2 separate regions of the Mus musculus genome follow, and region 2 is linked to region 1. Evidence: chromatin contacts called from public Micro-C data. All regions are on one chromosome and are shown on one strand. Each heading gives the region's core, a stretch centred on a gene start, on an enhancer-like site or on the middle of the called end of the contact. The rest is flanking DNA. Distances are from core to core; before and after follow the strand shown. Region 1 overlaps Aopep (aminopeptidase O). Region 2 overlaps Aopep (aminopeptidase O).

What was found. Hi-C and Micro-C count contacts between places; a contact is called where the count stands out from the background.
Region 2: a Micro-C map of muscle stem cells shows a contact between it and region 1, with 4 times the contacts expected there. The contact joins two enhancer-like sites. A contact is called at or near these places in 1 of 39 promoter capture datasets (hippocampal neurons), 4 of 484 Hi-C or Micro-C datasets (epidermal suprabasal cells, muscle stem cells, nephron progenitors and 1 more), 3 of 115 datasets of contacts at active chromatin or transcription factors (embryonic fibroblasts, embryonic stem cells and heart atrium) and 2 of 9 other capture datasets (adipose tissue and pancreatic islet).

Annotation. Positions count from the first base shown.
Region 1 is chr13:63,064,121-63,071,906 of GRCm38.p6, reverse strand. Aopep (aminopeptidase O) reads right to left here. Exons shown (of 16, transcript NM_001289926.1): 5 at 3,622-3,867. Among named protein-coding and RNA genes, the nearest start is that of Gm46422, 27 kb to the left of the region's middle. Within about 2 kb of position 3,331, at least 14 of the 459 cell types and tissues checked have an H3K27ac peak or open chromatin away from gene starts, as enhancers often do. A contact at or near this core is called in muscle stem cells, where this site is marked.
Region 2 is chr13:63,149,942-63,157,727 of GRCm38.p6, reverse strand. It overlaps Aopep (aminopeptidase O), which reads right to left. Exons shown (of 16, transcript NM_001289926.1): 6 at 993-1,182. Among named protein-coding and RNA genes, the nearest start is that of Gm30409, 22 kb to the right of the region's middle. Within about 2 kb of position 2,782, at least 117 of the 459 cell types and tissues checked have an H3K27ac peak or open chromatin away from gene starts, as enhancers often do. A contact at or near this core is called in muscle stem cells, where this site is marked.

The DNA of each region.
Region 1 (7,786 bases), core at 2,082-4,581:
CCTTGGTTTTACTTTCTGCAGAGCACACATTTTCACTTCTGTGTATTCCCTATTTCTCCCAGACTGGAATGAAGATCTATCTCATCAACCGCACTTGCCCTTGCAGGTTCTGAAGTTTAAGTGCTGCATCAGACAATATGCTTGATGGAAACACAGAGACTGAGCAGACAGCTACACACAACCTGGTGTGGAGCCAGTTGAAAGGAGGTCAGAGAGCCAGGCGTGGTGGCGCACACTTTTAATCCCAGCACTCAGGAGGCAGAGCCAGGCAGATTTCTGAATTAAAGGCCAGCCTGGTCTACAAAGTGAGTTCCAGGACAACAAGGGCTACACAGAGAAACCCTGTCTCGAAAAACCAAAACAAAAAACAAACAAAAAAAACGAAAGGAGATCAGTGTCTGCCGGCTACTTCAGCCAGCCACACTACCAACTGGACAGAGGCAAGACTAACATGTGAACAGAGAAGTTGAAATGCAGAGCCACATGACTTTTGATGGCAAGAAACAAAGCATTGAGATAATTTGCAGGATTCTTAAAATTCAATTATAGAGTAGGGGGTGGGGTACCTCGATATCAACAAGGTAGTCTTGCCAGCCTAATTCTGCTTTGTGACACATAACTGAACTATTAAAGATAAAAATAGGTAAGACCAGGACATAATTGTGATCTGATGTGAGACAAATAGCAAAATAATCATGTAGAGAGGTAGGACTCACATGTTCACCTTAAGCAATATTCATAAGTCTAGTTCCAGGCTATCATGTCACTGACATTACTGACACTATAGCAAGGTATGGAGTGTGACCAAGACCATCCTTTGCATTCATTTCTCAGTAAAAGGAAAGTGGGTTGGCTGTTCCATCTCAACTTGAGACACGAGAATGCATGAGGTCATAATGAAAACGGTGGAATATTATCTCAACAGCAGGAGAACTTTCTGTACATGAGAAACTTATTTAAAATGTATTCATAACTTTATGACTGCATCCTATTACTCCAAAACATGCAGATGCCATGTTCACAGAGGCAGAAATGAAATGAAACAAACCCAGAAAGTCCACATATCTCAAATGAGTAAAAGATGAGATGGAGCGGGCCATGGAAGACCAAATGCAAGCTGGTAGTCAGACAAGAGTGAAAGTGCCTTTCCTTTGGAACAGTGAGTAAGGAAAGGGCTGGGACAAGAGTATGTAGCTTGCAAGTTGTAAAAATGTGTTTTCCTCAGTTCACTGGAGTCACCTATTTGGCTCAAAAACAGGACCAAAAAAGAGAGTTTTAAGGATTCTTATTCAAGCTATGATAAATAATGTTTAAAACATTGTGTATTGTCCAAACATTTTTAAAAATCCTTTAACACAGTTAATGATTTTCCTGTTTTTGTTCACATGGAGATGCTGAATGCCATTTGCCAAAGTGGAATACTAAAATGGTACTCATTATAATTAAAACGTAATTGCTAAAGAAGCCCAGAGCTATGGAATTTATGATCCTGCTACATGTTTATAAAACAGGGACTCAGGAAAGAGCCAGTTAATTTACCAAGAAGTCCTTTGATTCTCCAGCACACTATAATGATCAGGACATGATGAATTTTGGTTTCTCATGATGGTATCTCAGATTTGAGAGTCTCCCTATCCCTGTTTGGGGCACAGAGTTGACCTCTATGCCTACCATCTTTGCTCCAGCAGAGCCTTGAGCACGGGATAAAGAGGTGAGGCTCCAGGAGCTGGTTGAGTCATTGAGGTGCTCAGCTATATATGTGGCTCAGAGGGTAGAAATCTATAGGGTCAAGTCCAGCAAGTAGAATCAATTTAAATCAGAGTTTGATAAAACAAAAGTCTACCCCAAATCTACACCCCAACTAGGAGTACACAACACCATAATCACCCTTCCACAGTTCAACTGCAAAGAACAGTAGCAAAATACGGGAGATAACTTAACCAGAACAGACTATTTCCTGACTAATAAGGAAAGGTAGGGTGGGGATGGAGGATCTATTTGAGAATTCTGTACAGTTCTCCAGTTCTGAAGCCTAACAGCACTCTCATGGTGGCTAAGTTGTTGCTAACACCCCAGTTTTGACATTTAGTACACAGCACCATTTGTCTTTCAGGTACTTAGGTATATTATTTTAAAAATATAGCACTAAGAATAATTAAATCATGTTAAATATCTCAAAAAACAAAAATTTTACCATCTGCCTGCTTGGGCATGCAGACTTGGAAGGAAAAGCTTACAGAATAGTCTGCAGGTTAGCACATTCTACTTCTGGCAGACTGTGTCTCAAGAAGGAGCTATCAAGAAGTTCTATGCATGAAAAATACTTTGCTTTTGGTTCCCCCAGGCTAGAACATATAGTTGTTAGCAAATATGTCCTGAAAAACAATGCTCATAAAGTGCTAAAACCTCCCAAACAAATATAACCCCTCAAAACTGTATACAAATGAGATGCATTTAATGAACAACCCTTTCTTCACCAATAAGTTCTTCAAAGGAACCAAAGAAGTCTCCTTGTTAAGACAAACTATATATAGACATCAAGACAATTATATAATGCATGCAACCACATATATATAATTATCCTAGTTTTTACATTCCCATTATCTTTATAAATACAGGATAAAAATCAGTCTAAACAATTTTCTGAGACCTCTTCAAGGATTACAGCAAGCCTTTAAAAATGTGGTGTGGGGTGTATATGTGTGTGTATAGTGTTTGTGTGTGTGTGTGTGTGTGTGTGTGTGTGTGTGTGTATAGTAAAGATCAAAAGCAAATGTTCTGGACAGTTCTTTTCTACTCAAGGGTTTTACCAAAAATGTGTGCAGGGTTTTTTTTTTTTTGGGGGGGGGGGTGACACCACAAATGACAGCTGTTCAAAAGCATGGAAATTAATTGGCAGCAAGAATTTCCTTGACTAATAGGGAAAAACTCAAAGCCACATGTCTGATGAGCTTGCTTTCCCACCCTAGTCAAGCACAGCCCTGTTAGTGATTAGGAGTTGCAAACAGAAGCATAGTCAAGGTTCATGCGCCATCTTTTCTCTGTGGGACAGAGCTGTTCTCCCATCACTGTGTGAATAGACAGTGGGACTGTAATTAACAGAGCAAAGGGTCAACTAGCAAGTTTCTACTTTTTGTCAGAATCAGATGGAGGCACAGTAAAAATAATTCATTTACTGTATTAAAGACAGGAACAAGTCGTTATATCCTTCCCCCACAGTAAACCATCTGCTTTTAGCTGTTTTTCCAGCACTGTGGATAGATTCATGCTCTGACATGGGGCTCTCAAGTTGTAGCCTTGTGACCAATGGTGAGAATGGATGAGGCAGCTGGTCAGGATTAGGTGAACAGCTGTGGCCCTGGGACCAGGTTTTGTTACTGTGCTTAGAGTCTGACGTATGACCTTGGACTCATTAGCAGTAAGTTCTCATCACCCAAGCTAACAACAACTGAGCAATCATGAAAACTATCCCCTGAAGCTAGCAGTAAGATATCCAGGAGGGAACAATGAACCCCTTCTACCCAAAGCAAACGAAACTCCTGACAGAGTTTGAGAAAAATATTCCTCTATTAGTTCCTAGACATTTTAAGCATGTTCCACATGCCATGATGAGCAGCATACCTGGCCATTCCCAGACTTGGAAAGTTGGTGGGGACAATGAGTATGTCCAGCCGGGAGAAAGGGTGTGTTCCCAGGACAGAGTGTGCAGCTGAGAGGCAAGAAGGGATCAGCCACAGCAGGGCCTCTTGGCAGGCACCCTCAAGGCACACTGGGGCAAACACTCGATAAGGAATGATGTCCTGGGAGGCAGCGGACGCACTCTGGAACCTGCAAGGGTATTCCATATGATTGCAGGTGTTATCATACCTGGACAACACAAAAGAAGACAGTGGTTCAAACAGGTTTATTAGAAAAGGCGGTTCAGTGGGGCTGGAGATATGGCTCAGTGGGTAAGAGCACTGACTGCTCTTCCAAAGGTCCTGAGTTCAAATCCCAGCAACCACATGGTGGCTCATAACCATCCATAATGAGATCTGATGCCCTCTTCTGGTGTGTCTGAAGACAGCTACAGTGTACTTACATATAATAAATAAGTAAATCTTTAAAAAAAAAAGATAGAAAAGGCAGTTTAAGTATTGGCTTGTTTGCTTTTGGGCAGCAGTGAAAATTATAGGTCAAATATTTATTGAGGTGCCTGAAGTGACTGAGTGATTTCAATCTAAGCTAATGAAAGCAACGATCTTATAGATCTTAGAATTATGGGGGTCATGGGTGGATAAGATTTGAAACAATAAAGCAACCTTCCACCCAAATTAAAGTAAATTCTACCTTCAGTAATGTGATCTCAAATATCATCATAGAGAAACTGTTGAAGTTACTGACAGTTCTTAGAGAGGGAGAGATGCAATAGCCGTTTTATTTATTGACTTTTCATTGAGAACTCATGGAGCCCAGGTAGCTCTGAACTCAGGATATAGCTGAGGCTACCCTTCAACTTCTGATTCTTCTGAATCTATCTCTCAAGTACTGGGATTACAGCTATGAGCCGCTATGTACCTGTCTATAGGCAAATTAAAGATTCCATTCTGGAAAATCCTAGAATAAGTGACCTGGGGTGAGGTAGGACAATGAACCAATGACAGTTATAGGTATAGTGTTCAAAAAAAAAAAAAAATCACAGCTTATCAAAAAGTAATCTAGGCATTCTTCACACTACTTGCCAGAGGCTGGCACTTCTGAAAAGAGCACTCTTTTCAATATCCTTTTGGGCTTTGGAGACAGGGTCATGCATCCCAGGCTGGCCTTAAACTCACCATGTAGATGAGAATGGCCTTGAACTCCTGATCATCTTGTCTCTACCTCCTGTGTGCTGGGATTACTGGCATATGCCTGGTTTACATAGTGCTGGGAATTGAACCTAGGGCTTCCTGCATGTTAGGTAAGTACTCTACCAACTGAGCTATGTCTCTGGTCCCTTTCTAATGCACTTTCAGTATAAATGTAATGAAATCAACCTTCGAGTGAAACAGAGCAGAACCCAGCTAGCCCCATTGTCATGTTACTCCCAGAAAGGCAAAGGAGGAATTGAAAGAAAATTCCTAGGGTCTGACTCACAGGCCTCAAGAGAACTTATATAGCTAAAGAAACCAACATCAAAGAGAATTCTATTTTTTCATCTGTTAACATGCCCTCTATTCAGACACAATGGAAAAACCCTGTAACCTTAAATTGCAGATTATAATTCTAGCTGTGGGTGCTACTGTGATTCACCAGACACTGAAGAATCTCTAAGTGCTTACCTGCCTCAATTTGGGCAGGTTGTAACAATAATTCTTCTTGAGGTTTATGAAGTATCTTCCAGACACCCAAGGCCTGTGATCAGGAGATCCACACAGCTATGTAAACAAGCCTCACCTTCCACCATAATGCTTCAAGAATTACCAGCCCCAGTGAGGCCTGGTTATGGTTGGGGGGGGGGGGTGGGTAAAAAAATGGAGACCCATAAAACTGCCAGGATAAAGTGACTGCAAGAATAGAGTTACTAAGACTGGACTCAAGCCAAAGTCCTGGACTCATAACATCACCTTATGAGAAAGAAATCAAAAGTGTCTGCTTGTAAACATTCAACTAAAAAGGCTACAACACCCACCTAAAGACGAGGAGCCAAGATGGCCAACTACTGAGCCTCTATGGGGTTTTTAAAAATGTATTTACACAGAAAAACAATGTACTATGGTAATTTAAGCTCACATACTCTCTACTGAAAAGTTTTTACAAGCTGCAGTTGACCATGTGTCCATGGCATATGCCCATACACCTGTAACCCCAGCATTTGAAAGGTACAGACAGAAGAATCAGGAGTTCAAGGTAAGTTTGGGCTCCATGAGACCATGCCTCAAAACTCCCACCCAAAGGCTTTTAGAAGCCAAGTGTGACAACAGCATGGACCAGTATGCCTAGAACTCCAGCACTTGGGAGGCTGAGGCAAGAGTACTGAGGATATGACACCAGCCTGGACTATGTATGTTCTGGGCCAGCTTGCGCTACAAGTCACAACCTTGTCTTAAAAACCTAAAAAAAAGAGGGGGCCTTCAAAGCATGAACCGAAAGCTCGAACTCTCTGGATGCAGCTAGGGAATAAGCTTAAGATCTAAACATCACGATGCCTCAGTGCAGGGAGGCATGCTATCTCGAAACTGCTTTTTCCCACGGAGGGAGACTATCTCTTACACCTAAGAAAACTAGAGGTTAGGGAACAGAGTGAAGGCGGCAATGGTACATCAAACAAGCCTGTTTGTTCAAGGGAAAAGATGAATCATTTTCTTTCCAGGCCTATATGAACACTCACCAAACTAATGAGGATGATTACTGTTAGATGCATAACTTAATCCCATTTTCCATAAAACTTAGGACTTAAAAGCAATCATGCTATGGGCAAGTTACGTCACTGAGGCTCTTGATAGTGAAAGAACTGTATGAGGGATGCCACTTGTGAGGTCTTATGTAAAGACCAATACACCTTGGCTTCAGTGGCTGTGCTGTGACCAGTGTGGTGACCAGCTGTGACCAAGGTGAGGACTTCAGTATTTGGGGCCTCTTTCTCTTCATCACACCCACAGACTTACCAGCTATGGCTGCCTGAAGAGAGGAGGACAGATTAGGAAGGGTAGGAGAGAACTCTGTGGCATGACAGAATATTTTGAATTAGGTGTGTACACAGTAGGCCACAGTGGATGTCAATCACATACTAAAATGCTTCCTAAGGTTTCTACAGGCAAAAGAGGACTATACCCATTCACTTCAAGGCCCCATTCAAGCAGCAGCTAAGGGGGTCCAGGGATCATGTATCAACAGCACAGACCCAGTGGCAACCGGAGATTCCTTCTCTTCTATTCATAGTGGCTTCCCTCAGTTTTTACTACTCTCAAGACAGACTTTCCCTACCCCAAGTTTTCCTTTCTGCAGAATGAATCATCCCAATGTCTTTAACGTGGTGCCAGTTTTCCAATGCTTTCAATCAGTTTCATTAAGTTCTACTGCAGGATAGCCAAGCTTCCATGCCAAGCATAAGCTGAATGACCCCAAATGAAGGCCTGAGAGGCTTAATGTAACACAAAACTCTTTTGTGGCTGAAACTAAATAGAATTAATGCATATTAGACTTTTTTCTAATGTCTTTAGTCTGTGTGTTTACTAAAATGTTCATTCCAAGTGGACTGGAGGAGTTGCCCCTGTTAATTTAGCTCATCTGAATGGTGATCAAAAAATTCAGTGACCAAGCCAGGCAGTGGTGGTACACACCTTTAATCCCAGCACTTGGGAGGCAAAAGAGGCAGATTTCTGAGTCCAAGGCCAGCCTGGTCTAAAGAGTGAGTTCCAGGGCAGCCAGGGCTACACAGAGAAACCCTGTCTTGAAAAAACGCAAAAAGGCAAACACACAAAAAGGCAAACACACATACACACACACACACACACACACACACACACACACATCAGTGACCAACTCTTTGGCTAAATTCTGGAAACTAGATGAACACTCAGGCAAGTGAAAGTCCTGGTGTGTAAAGGTTCTGTAAATGTGAGGTTGACATGAGCGAGATTGGTGGGAAGAAAGTCTGGCCAGGCAGGTATCACCAGATGTGAACATGCCCAGAAACACCAACATAGGTGTGATGGCAAAACAGAGTTGCTCAGCCCATGGAGCCAGGGATGTGGTGGATAAACAGAACCACTTTGACTACTAGAGAGAGTCATATGAAATGGGATGACACGGCAGTATTGAGAAC
Region 2 (7,786 bases), core at 1,533-4,032, 86 kb before region 1:
TAGTGTTGCTTCTTTGATTGGTCTGTAAGCTTAAGGCCTAAACTAGGAGAGACAAGGTGGTTATTGCCCAGGCGCTTGCAGGACTAGAACATGGAGCTCCCCCTGATATATGGTTATCTATGCTTAGGCAATAGGTCGCTGGCCACTCAGCTCTTACATCTCACGAGGCTAGACTCATTGCACGGGATAGAGTGAGTGTGCTTCAGCAGCCCGAGAGAGTTGCACGGCTAAGCACTGCAATGGAAAGGCTCTGCGGCATATATGAGCCTATTCTAGGGAGACATGTCATCTTTCATGAAGGTTCAGTGTCCTAGTTCCCTTCCCCCAGGCAAAACGACACGGGAGCAGGTCAGGGTTGCTCTGGGTAAAAGCCTGTGAGCCTAAGAGCTAATCCTGTACATGGCTCCTTTACCTACACACTGGGGATTTGACCTCTATCTCCACTCTCATTAATATGGGTGGCCTATTTGCTCTTATTAAAAGGAAAGGGGGAGATGTTGGGAGCCGCGCCCACATTCGCCGTTACAAGATGGCGCTGACAGCTGTGTTCTAAGTGGTAAACAAATAATCTGCGCATATGCCGAGGGTGGTTCTCTACTCCATGTGCTCTGCCTTCCCCGTGACGTCAACTCGGCCGATGGGCTGCAGCCAATCAGGGAGTGACACGTCCTAGGCGAAGGAGAATTCTCCTTAATAGGGACGGGGTTTCGTTTGCTCGCTCGCTCTTGCTTCTTGCACTCCTGCTCCTGAAGATGTAAGCAATAAAGCTTTGCCGCAGAAGATTCTGGTCTGTGGTGTTCTTCCTGGCCGGGCGTGAGAACGCGTCTAATAACACTTTTTACAGTGATTTATTCAGCAAACATAGTGCTTAGTACACACAGCATATAATCAGTGAATGAAGAATGAATGAATGAATGAATGAATGAATGAAAGAAAGAAAGAAAGAAAGAGAACAGAACTTGATTCTGAGTAAGGAAATTCTTTGAACCCACCTGCTGTGCCTCAGCCCAAAATATATCTTCCAAATGCGTGGCAAATCCTTCACTGAGCCACTCCTCTGTCCAGTCTCGGGCCCCAATGGCTAGGCCAAACCAGGAGTGAGCAATTTCATGGCAAAGACGGGTCCCACAGAGATGGCTCGTGCCTGTTAAGGTGCTCTGAGAGAGGAAGATGATGTGTGGGCTGCATATAATGGGAGAGAAAACACGTGGAGTCTTGTTAGCACCTGTCCCTGTGGCTACTCAGTGGGGCGGCTTTCTTAGCCCACAGAGTCTGTTATTACTGTGTGCATGCCGGATCATGATGGATAGATGCGGCTGCGATGCTTTTAAACCTAAACCAAGTGGCAGTTTACGTTTCTGGCAGCTGCTCAGGTTGCTGTTTCTGCCAGCAGTTGTCTTCGTCATCAAGCTGCTATTACCTGTAATAAGTAACCTGTACTAAGTTTTATACTGAAAAAATTACAAGGCAATGGAAACGTTTACTATGAAATCTGGACTGTAAAAGAAGAACAGGTGTGAGAATGCAAAGTCCATGCTGTCACGAGAATGATCAAAGAAGTTGTTCAGCCAAAAATTCTAGTAGCTCACAGGCAAATCAGGAATTCACTTGGAAGGCCAGGAAAAGCTGAAAAGAATAGAACCCCAAATCTTCCATTTCACACTAGAGCTGACTGTGGAGTTAACACTCAAAGGGGAGACTCTGGGGTAGCCCGGAGAAGAGCCCTGTGCCTGTAAACAAAAACTCTCCATGTAAGCTGCAAGCCCTTACAGACGCATGTGACCAGGGACCCCGAGAGTGAAAGGTGGACACTATCCGTCCCAGGGGTGCAAATGGCCTAAGGGTTGGCACCAGATACCAACTCATCTAATCTCAGTTTCCATAGTTTCTTCTGTGACTCCAAATACCATGATTAAAACTGCAGAGATGATGTGGGAGGAAGCGGCTGTCAGAAAGGACAGACAGACAGACAGGATCTTCGCTTTGCTTCCACCTTCAGCCTTTAGCATTTATCTAGAACTTGTTTATGTCCTTCCTAATGAAGAATTTGTTCTTTAAAAACAAATCTATCAATTAAAGCAAGCGAGTTGTGAGAACTCCCAAACTAAGGATTGAGCTCCTTCTTTCAAAACCTATTTGTTTGCCATCATGTCAGCTCTGCACAAGCCAAGACAGCAGCATGCAGATTTTTGGTCCGCCCCCACAGCCCCCATTAGAGAAAACCCCCACCTATATTTCCCTTGCACAATATCACCCATTCAGCTCAGAGAGCTAAATTGCAATCGCAGGAGTCAGGACTGCCAAAATAGACAGCTTTCATGTGAAGTAATAACAGGGCAGGCACGCAAATGAAAAAGCATCTGCCAGGCTTTCCGGAAAGCCCACAGAAACCCCACATATTAAAAGCAGAGTTGAGGCACTGAGGAAAAAGGGGTGCGGTACAACAGGCACCAAGAGTCAAACAGATTACCAGCTCAGACAAAAATGTAAGAAGGCAGGCAGGGAGGGAGGGAACCTCCCAGCACAGGAGCCAGCCTCCCCTTTACCTTACCAAGAAAGACAAAAGTGGCACAGCCTGGCATTCTCAAATGAATGACCCCTGGCTCCACCAAGTGTGATGCTACACGAAAAGCCACAGAAATGCACAAGTAAATAACATTCCAGACATACTGCTGGCAGCAGTGCACCCGTTAGCTAAAACAAAACAGAGTAACTTCAGACTGTATGAGCAGGCTCATCTCTGGAAAGGGTCCAGTGGCCACTGTGACAGCCATGGCCATGTGGGCAGAGATCAGACAGCTGACTCTGTCTCAAGCCAGGAAGGTTCAAAAGGGGATGTGTGGACTTGTAGAGGGACTGCCCCTGACTGGGGTCCACTGCTTTGTTCCAATGGGGGCCCATGTGAATGACTATTCCAGAAGAGATGGAAGAATTCACATGAGTGGCTGGTGGGGAGTGAGCTTCATTTTCCATCTTCCAGTTTGTTTCCCATGAACAGTCATCTCCACCAGACTTCTCTCCTCACCTTCCTGAACTGGGGGTGCCTCTGGGATGTACTAAGGACAGATCTATAGAGATCTGTCTAAAGTTCCCATTTCCTACCCTCAGCCCTTTCTTCCCAGTCAACAGTAACCAATTTCCTACTGTTCTGTGGGGAAGAAGGAAGTGTGAAGATAGGTTGTCACACATGATACAATAACTCTGTTATCACTCAGAGCTCTCCCGGTAGCCAATGTCCATGTGGGACCGACCCTGCTTTCAAGCTTTCAGTGACTACCCTCAAGGGTGTTAAGCAAACTTGGGACATAAGGGATAACGACAACTTTCCTTCCCTCTTTCTGACTCTGAATGTCAGAATCACTTACTCAAGGTACATAGACGTTTTAAAGCATCGTTTTCCTCAGTAGCTAGTAAAGAAAACAACACACCTCAGTCCACTTTGAGGATCAACAGTCAATGTCCCTTTGCTAGTAGGTCCCTTAGCATAGACAGCACCCCACAACAGAGAGCTTTTAGAATGTCTAGGCTACCATGACCTTGGTTTGGTATGCAAGGCCCACTCACAGGTGCACAGTCCAATCCTGTATTCTCAGACCCAAGCAATCGGCTCAGGCTTCCCTTCTGTCAAAACCCCTGGAATTCTTATGCCCTGGAAGAGGGATCACCTACCTCAAGGAAGATAATCACATTGCTAACATCTTCACACTAAGAGCAAAGATTTTGTTGTTATTGTTTTGCTTTCTTAAACCATAAGTCATTGAATGTATTGTTTTTCCAGATGAGAGTTATGCAGGATTGCCATTTTAAATCTCAAAGTAACAGCCCCTCTCTTGAATTCTCTGCCACATGCTCTGTGCTATAGGTGTGTGTGTGTGTGTGTGTGTGTGTGTGTGTGTGTGTGTGTGTGTGTGTGTGAAATAGGCAGGCCTGGGCTGCTGAGAGCCTCAGCAGATCTATGCTCCTCACTTTCCCAGCATGGTGGAGGCTGGCCACTCCTCTGCAGAGGACAAGTGTACTAGATGCCTGAAGCTTGTATCACGCCCAGCCTGAAAACTGTCCCTCTACTGCTCCTTAATGCGACCCACCCAGCCAGATTAGAGTGTTGTGTCCATTAATTTAAAACATGCCTCCAGCAGAGAAGGAAGGAGGCCTTTGTGACTCCCAGAAGCTGCTCCCTTCCTGAGGGAGGAATTCAATTTGGAAAGGAAATGGAGAATTTCATCAGATCTTAAGTAGGAGCTAGTGTTTGATTTATTTCTGCTTTTTTTCCAGGGAGGCCTGACCAGCATGGCCCCATCCTGCTGGAGAGGGGGAGAGGGGGAGAGAGGGGGAGAGGGGGAGAGGGGGGGAGAGGGGGAGAGGGAGGGAAAGAGAGAGGGAGAGAGAGGGAGAGAGAGAGAGAGAGAGAGAGAGAGAGAGAGAGAGAGAGAGAGAGAGAGAGAGAGAGATTGATTTAGCAGCTGAGCCCAAAAGCCTCAGCACCAGGTCACCACAGGCTGAGTGGACAGAAAGAGAGATTGGGAGTTTCCAGGAGCAGCAGATCCTGGGTCTTGGGTGGAAGGTGGGGAGGGAGTTGTGAGGATTGGAGGTGAGGGAGATGGGATGAGGAGTGGTCAAGTACACTTTTGCAGAGGTGTCATGGAGACATATTTACCAAGCTTGAATTTCTTGTGAACTTAATATTTTTCTAAATTTCAACAACAAATGGCGTCCACCATCAATATGCTTAGAGAAAGAGAGAACTTGGAAGGAGAAAGGAGCCCTCCTTTCGCTAGTATCCACCTGGATGATTCCAAAGACCTTAGAGTCAATCACATAAAAGCAACCTTCTCTGGTGTGGTTTAATAGCTGACATGGTTTGGACAACTGCAGTAAATGGGCATAGGGGGCTGGGTTGGAGTAATCTCAAGAGGAAGTCCTGTGTCCCGTCCCCCCCCCCCCCAATTCGCACCTGCTTCCTTCTTCCTCCATAAGTTGCCTGCCCAGCAATGCCCATAAGTGCACTTACCATCAGTTCCTGTCCCTGGAGTCAGACCCTTCAGTCCCTCTTTGTTGACTGTGGTCTAATGTAAGGAATGTATCTGTCACCTCAAAGGCCACAAAGGATGGCCTAGAAATGCTGGCCATTCTTACCCCCTCTACCTCTGTGACTACTCAACAGGGAACGGCCACTTTCCATCTTCCTCATCTGTGATGCACTGTAGCAGATGAGTCTTAAAAGTGTGTGGGGGAGATGATCAGGTTTTTTTTTTCCTTTTCTTTTTTTAATATTTATTTATTGATTGATATACATCCCAAATGCTGCCCCCTCCAAACCCCTCTCTCAGAATCCTTCCCCCATATCCCATCCCCTTCTTCTCTGAGAGAGTGGGGTCCCCTGAGCTCCCCCTCCCAACATCAAGTCTCTGCTAGATTAGGCAGATTTTGTCTCATTGAGGCCAGACAAGGCAGCCCTGTTGGGGAAGGGATACCACAGTAAGGCTACAGCTTTAGGGAGAGCCCCTGCTCCAGTTGTTGGGGGGATCACATGGAGACTGAACTGCACACCTCCTACATATGTGTCATGTGTCCAGGGTCTCCTTCTAGCCTGTGAAACTACCCTTAACATAGTTCTCAACAGCTTGAGAGAAAATTGTTACATCCAACGAGTGTTTCAGGAAACATAGGTTTAGCAGAAAAGGCTATTGTTATTGCTAGTTGCTGCCCCACCCTCCTCTCTGTGTGTGTGTGTGTGTGTGTGTGTGTGTGTGTGTGATGGTACAAGTGTGAAGGTCAGAAGACAATGTATCAGCTTACAGAGTCAGGTCCTCTCCTTCCAGCAAGTGACTTTACCTGCTGTAACTCACCAGCCCAGTACATTTAATTATTCATTTATCTGGATGCATATTGGCTCAAATGGCCACTATGACAATGGCAGAGGAACTGAGGACTGCCCCCGAGCTCCAAGCTTTACCGTTTATCAATACAGTGTGCATGTGTGGAAGTCAGAGAGAAACGCTGGGTGTTCCTTAGGAGCTGTCCACCTCATACTTGGAGACAGTCTCTTTCATTACCTGAGACTCACTAACTGGTTCTCTAGGCTCCAGGGATCCTCCTGCCTCTGCCCCCTGAGCACTGGGGTTACTCACATGGCTCTCCTGCTGCGTTTTCATGTGGTGATCAAACCAAGCGCTACTTGAGCAGCAGTTTCCTCAGCCCAGCATGGCTTCCTGCTCCCCTTTCCTAAGGACACACCCTGCTGGCACACTAAGGACACACCTCACACTGAGCTCCTCCTACACTCGCTCTACCCTAACCGTAGAAAAGGTGGTTATTGCCTCAATTTACAGATGTTGAAGGTAAAGTGCACAGAGTTCTGCTCTCCAGGTTGGCAAGCAAGGTCACTAGCTCTCAGTGAGCAGGCGATGCAGCCCAACCCAGTACTGACTGAAGCTCATTCTGGTCTACTCTGCCAGACTCCCTGGGCTTAGCTGTAGCTGCTAGGCTCCTGGCTTTTCTGTGCAGCTCAAGCCCCTGGTATGATGACCTCAGGTTTCTCAGTGTTTTATCAGCAGAGTCATGGAAATAAAAACACCATCCGTGCCTTAGGATCTTTGTCCCCTGTGACTACATCACAGCCAGAACTGGCCCGATAAAACAGGCCTTTGGATCAGCAATGCTTTAGTGTCTTCCCGGGAAGAAGGGAAGAAGAGAGGGAGAGATACTACTCTACAACTATGCCCTGTGTTCTCCTTAGAGAAACAGGTGAGGCCAGCTTCTGGTACATGGCTCCAAAGGCCCTGGAAGGGCCACACACCTATTTTAACTACAGATGGATATTTGTGGGGGTGGGGCAGAGTGGAACAATCATAAACTAAATGTGCTAAAGAAGTCAAGATAGCAAAATGAGGGTAAATGGAGGACCAGGGATAAGGAAATGAAGGAGGGAGGAAGTAGATAACACAAAATTAAACAGAAAAACAAAACCGAAAACCAAGGATATGGAGGAGGAGAAAGGGGAGGAGATGGTAGGCAGGCAACAAGAACCGAGAGCAGGGGCAAGTCTCCTAAGCTGCAAGAAGCAGCAGGAGACTTTAGAAGTAGCAGAGGCAAACTGGGAAGCAGACATTGGAGGGAAGAACACACTGTATGTTAAACAGAGTAAGCCAGTCAGGCATGGTGGCTGGGGTGGTAGCAGTCAGTTTATCCCAGTTAGCTTCTCCTTGCTGTGATAACACACTGGTCAAAACTGACTTGCTAAGAAGGGGTTTTATTTCATTTATCTCATACTTCTATGTCAGGAGGCAGGAACCTGAACGTGGGAACTGAAGCAGAGACTATAGAAAAAATGTTGCTTACAGGCTTGCTTGACTGATCTTTCAAGCAGCCCAGGTTGAGTCCTCCTCTACAATTAGTGGTCGAGAAAATGCCCCACAAACCAGCCTGCAGGCCACTCTGATGAAGGCAGTTCTTCAGATGAGAGTCCCTTCTCCCAGGTGGATCTAAGCTTGTGTGAAGTTGGCAAAACTAAGTAGCACACAACTTGACTGGTTTTGTTCTCTACAGAATCCTGACTAACATAGTGCTACACACCTTGAATACCAGCACTTAAGATGCGGTAGCAGAAGGATCATCTCAAGGTTCAAGGTTATACTGGGCTATACTGAAACTGTCAAAAAAGACAACAACAACAACAAATTCAAATTAAACCTATCTAAACAAACAAACAACAACAACAACAACAAAAACAAAAACAAAAACATTAGGCCAAGGTTATCGGCTCTCCAAGCTCATAGTCCCAGGTTTG